Linked DNA regions of Anas platyrhynchos: region 1 is linked to region 2. A link is a contact called in public Hi-C data. All regions are on one chromosome and are shown on one strand. The core of a region is the stretch at or near the end of the contact, and the rest is flanking DNA. Distances in the headings are between cores, read along the strand shown.

What was found. Hi-C and Micro-C count contacts between places; a contact is called where the count stands out from the background.
Region 1: a contact with region 2 is called in a Hi-C map of liver, with 3 times the contacts expected there. The contact joins the enhancer-like site here to the promoter of FNBP1L in region 2. A contact is called at or near these places in 2 of 8 Hi-C or Micro-C datasets (liver and subcutaneous adipose tissue).

Annotation. Positions count from the first base shown.
Region 1 is chr8:8,556,514-8,559,213 of IASCAAS_PekinDuck_T2T, reverse strand. FNBP1L (formin binding protein 1 like) reads right to left here. Exons shown (of 17, transcript XM_027462625.3): 7 at 2,056-2,184; 8 at 484-630. Among named protein-coding and RNA genes, the nearest start is that of FNBP1L, 36 kb to the right of the region's middle. Within about 2 kb of position 1,288, at least 1 of the 8 cell types and tissues checked has an H3K27ac peak or open chromatin away from gene starts, as enhancers often do.
Region 2 is chr8:8,520,593-8,523,292 of IASCAAS_PekinDuck_T2T, reverse strand. It overlaps FNBP1L (formin binding protein 1 like), which reads right to left and starts at 1,349. Exons shown (of 17, transcript XM_027462625.3): 1 at 1,135-1,349. The coding sequence starts at 1,158.

The DNA of each region.
Region 1 (2,700 bases), core at 39-2,538, 36 kb before region 2:
TTTTCTCGGTAGTGTTACCAACAGTGCAAATCAAAGTAAACCCTGCTATTCAGAACCCAGCAAATAGTCCCCTCTGGTTCTCACAGATTTAAAACAGAACATGGTTTAGGCCCGAGCTACTACTCCACCGTCTAATCCTTCAACATTAGCACTGAAATTAAGGTAACACTCAGAAACTAGATACAGTAAGATCTAACAGGGTGTTAACTGAACACTCTTTTGTACGATTTCATGCATACCGGAGAAGATACCAACCATGCTGGTATTCTGGGATGTTTCATGATACCCAATGCTATGTGTCCAAAATCATACACAACATGGTTAAAGATCTTCAGATCAAAGGAAAGAAATAAAACATGAAGAAAACAGACACCAGCAATGGTTGAAGCTACCATTTAGACTAAACAGTGATGTCACTCTCCACAGCATCTGTATCAGTTCCTTTACTCATGTGCATTTAATAAGAAGCTCAATTCTACTTACCCTATGTTCATCAACTGATTTTGCTGCAAGGATCATCCCTTCTAAGCATTTAGAGATTATCGGAATAACCTTGCGCTCAGAGTCAGCAAAGCCCCTGTAACATTCACTGAGTTTGATGGTCCTTCTTTCATCCATTTCTTGAAGTTGCTGCAAGCACAAAGAAGGATTATTTTATTGAAGTTTTTATTTATGGATTTTTTCCTGATCCTGATGTATGCAGTTACTGTGGTCACCACAGTGTAGTACAGAATTTCTGTGCTTTCCCAGTGTTTTTTATTTCCCTTACAAAACAGAAGCTAATTAAGTTTAAAAAAAATAAGTCATTTCAGACATAGGCTTAAGATGCACAGAACAGCGATTACAATGAGTCAATACTCATTTGTTAAATGGTGTGAAGGACTGGACTCTTTATTCTTTTTTAAAGCCTGTGTATAATGCCTACAACCACCTACTTGTTAAAAATATTTGTTTCATGCAAAAATGGAAACTATAATGAAAAAATTCTACTAGTTTCTACATCTCCTCACTCTCTCCTTCCACTTCAAAATAATTTCTCTGGTGATAGGTATATCCACCTGAAATCTCATCTTCTTTAACTTTGCTTTTACTTTTATCCTCTCCAATTAATACCTTGTATAATGTATAGCCAACACTCTCAAGGAAGTAATAAAAAAAATGTAGTCCCAAGAAAAAATAGGACTAGGACTTCATGTTTTTACTGGAGATTTCAGAAAACATACATCTCACAATGATAATGGACTTTAACCCTAGAAATATGGCAATAAACAAAAACTCTTATCCAAGATACAAGGTCAACCAAGCTGTTTCTCCCAGGACTTGACTGCAATAACTCCCTCAGTTTGGTAATAACAGATCTGCTGAAGTGCTGCTTACCACTTAAAATAGTAACAAATTCTTTAATCAGCTGAGAAAATATGAAGCATTCTTAAATTGATACATCTTCAAATGAAGTCAGCGTTTTCACTTTCATTTCCTAATTCCACGTCTCAGAATCAGTTTTTACAGCCACATGGCTGAACATACAGACCACTAGGTGTCTGAATGCTCCCTCAGCTGATGGCCCCCAACTATTTTACTTTAAACTAATGTTGGAAAGCCTCTATTTTTGAAAGCATCAAACAAAATTTAATAGTTATACAAAGCACCTAGAAATAGTCCTTTTCCAGTCCTTTTCTACAACTCTACTGAGATCAATGCATTAAAAAAAAAAAAAAAGAAAGAGAGAACTAGTTATCAAACCCTACTAAAATGATTGTTTTAAACATTTGCTTTCCTGTTGCAAATTTTTATTTTACTGTACCTTTCAGTAATACTTCACATCTCTAAAATATAAAACTTTAATAAAAAAAACTCAAGAGTATTTCCATTGCAAGTCTAAGCATAATTACTGAAAGCAACAAGTCTTGTGATAAAATGCAGACTGTATCAGATTATGTTAATTTCCTCATAAAATGATCTACTATAACACTAAAAAAAAAAAGAGAGAGAGAGAGACATATAAAAGCTAATTCCCCCTTTAAAGAACACCAGTCATACTTTCTTACTTTTTACCTTATAAATCTGAGGAATGACAATGTAGTAATGTTTGTGTTGTTCCCCATTAAAATTCTGTAGTTGTGCAGCATATTCATTTTTGTTTTCATCAGCCATGTGTGTGCGCAGGTTTAACTGTTGCTTAGCCTAGTAGGAAAGTGTTATCAATTCAAAATTGTCTTGTGTTTTTCAATGATATTTAGCATTATTATATGATAGCATTATAGCATTATTATAATTTACCTTACCACCAACTATGTAAAAACACTAATCAAAATCATCATTGAAATTTATGCCCTTATAATTGAAATAGAAAGAATGCAACCCTTAATTTATACTGACAACTTACATCTAGTTACATATAGAGAAAGCAACGGTCATTTTAGCCACACTGCTTAAATACATATCCAAAAACATAGAAGTGAAAAAGAAGAAAATAACTGACTCAGCATCATCTTGAGAATAATGAAGCATACTCTCTCTGCACTCTTACATTTTACTGTACCTTTGATTTTGCATGTAATAGGAAAACATATTTTATACATCATTTTATACAAAAGATGTTGTGCAAATACTGATGATAATCATACAAAAAAATTATGCTTATAGAAAAGGGAGAGTAAAAACAAAAACAAAACACACAACAAAACACATTAAAAAAAA
Region 2 (2,700 bases), core at 100-2,599:
TTGAATTTTGCTGAAATAAAAGCAGTAGCATAGAACTTTTATTTTAAACATCTGGGTTTATTTCTTTAAACCAGCACAATGGAATTAGTGACTTAGGAAAAAAAATGTAGTAGGTCTAGATAAAATTCAGGCAGTTTGATGATGCCGTAAATAAATTTGCCTTTTCTTGAAATGAAGCCTGAAGTTGAAATCCATATTTTTGTATGTATTTCTGACGTGTTTCCTCACAATGCTGAGCACCAGACAGAACACAAAACCTGAGCTATCATTCACAAGCCGAACAAAGAAAACAAAATTCAGAGGCTGCCCAAAGGAACAGAGACGAGCAAACTGAAAGCCTGGTTTCTGAAGCGATAGGAATTTAAGTACACACAGACGAAAATTCAGCGTTCTCCTCCAAGGCACCCCCCGACTCTCCCCAGCGCCGCCCCAAAACCTCTCCCGGGTAGGGGCGGCCGCACCAGGCGATCACGGAGACCTCTGCCAGCCTTAACGACCCGCTTCCCCACACGACACGGGGGACGCGGGGCTGCTGCAGCCCCCCAAATCCCGACCCGCCCTAAATCCCCCCCGCCAGGCAGCGCCGCTCCCGGCGCCCAGCGCTGCCGCAGCCGTGCGGGACAAAGGGGCTGCCGGAGCCGCGAGGGGCGGCACGGCCGAGCCGCGGCCGCTGCACCCGGTTTTGGGGGAATATTTGGAGGAACATCCTGGGGAATATTTGGGGGAATATTTTCCTCAGGGCGTGTGCGCGCCTCGCGCCCCGGTCCGCAGGGGGCCCGCCGAGCCCCCTCAGCGCTCCCTGCCGCTCCCCCCGCCGGCCGCCCCCGCTCTGGAAGGTTCCCTCCGGAGAAGCCCCCCGGGGGCGGCGCCGCAGACAAAGCCGGGCCCGCCGCGACCCCGGGCCGCCACCGGGACCCCCCCGCACCCCGCCACGGCCGCCCCCCGGCCCCGCTGCCCGCCGAGCGCCCGCCCCTCAGCCCCGCCTCGGCGCCCCGCTTCCCCCTCACACCGCCCCGAGCCCCCCCGTCCCTCCGCCGGTGCCGCCGCCCTTCCCCAGCGCCGAACAAAGCGGCCGGGCGGGGGGGGGGGGAGGCGGCGGGTGCCGACACACGGAGCGGCCGGGCCGACACTCACCCACAGCTCCGTGCCCCAGCTCATGGCGGCTCCGCGGGCAGCGCCGGCTGCGGCTGAGGCGGCGGCGGGGACGGGGGGGGGCGGCCGGAGAGGGTCCCGGCGGTGCCCTCGGTCAGCGGGGAGAGGCGGCACAAGGAGCGGCGGCGCTGCGAGCTGCGGCCCCGCCCGGCTCGGGGAGGGGGAGCCGCGGAGGAGACTGGGAGAGGGGCGGGCTCGGCCGGGGCCGGGCCGGGCCGAGGCGCCGCTCCCGGGGGAGGCCCGGCGCAAAGCCTCCCTCCCGCCGCGCCTGCCGCCCCCCCCGGCCCGAGGCGCCGCCCGGTACCGGGCGCTGCTCCTGGCCGAAACCGGGGTGTGTGTGGGGGGGAGGGGAGCGGCCGCGCCCCACTCGGCTCTGAGGCGACGCCCGGGGGCAGAGCCCGCGCAGCGAGACCCCGGCCCTCGGCGCCGCGCCTCAGGGCGGCCGGGCAGGCGCTGAGTCACGGCGGGAGCGGCCCCGGGCACAGCGGCTCTCGGGCCCCGCCGGGAATTTCCTCAGCGCCTGGCGAGGAAATGGTGTTAAATCCTCGCCATTTCTCCACCAAAATGTCCGTTTCGAAAGCTGATAGAAAGCAGAGGTTTGGAGAGCCGTCAGAATTCCCCTCAGAGCATCAAGTTTTGGTTTTCCTCCCATTTTTACTCAAAAATTGCAGCAAGGACGTGGTGAAAATATTGCTGTTGTGCTCAGTCTCCATCATGAAAACAAAGTGACTTAAGCCCAATAATTCTTTTCGTTTCCAAAGTCACCTTCCAGGTACTGCTCATTCACATCATGCTTAGCTGACATTTAATCTTTTTCCTTAGGAGAGCAAAATGCAAATTCTTTTAGATATGAAACCATTACAGTAAGATAATGTGAATTATCAAAATAAGCAGATGAGATCACAGGTCAACGATGTTATTTCTGGAGTGAAGTGTTGGAGCCAGTCACGTTACACTAGAAATGCATTTGGTCTGTGGGAAACCCCAAGCTGAACAATTCTGCCACGTGTTGTGGTGGCCGACGGAGAGGATGTTTTAGCAAGCCAGTGGTCACAAAACCCCAGATTTGGGCTCAAATTCCACACTTGGGCTCACTTCAATTGAACAGATGTTAATTCAAACAGTTTGTACATTGCATGTTACTGAAAACATTCACCAGGCTGAAAACATTTTGAGGATTCTGGTAATGAAGCACTGATGAATAAGAAAAGTAATCATAATTATATATATTTATATATATATATATATACACACATATACACACACACACACAGACACACTCATTCAATTCACATGCTTTTGAGGATTAGGAAGAAAAACTTAGATCAACTCTTTGCTTAGCTACTTGTTCAATAAAGTTTGATTTTTAGTTTGCTTCTGACCCATACTTCTTCCTAAAAGAGCAATCATACGTATCTCAGGTGTGTTTACACACAGGTACATTTCACCTTTACTTCAACTAGGAGCCACCTGTTCATCCATGGTGAGAAGATCATAGCTCATTTCAACAATAAACTACAAACGTAACTGCAAATTAGTTAAAAGACA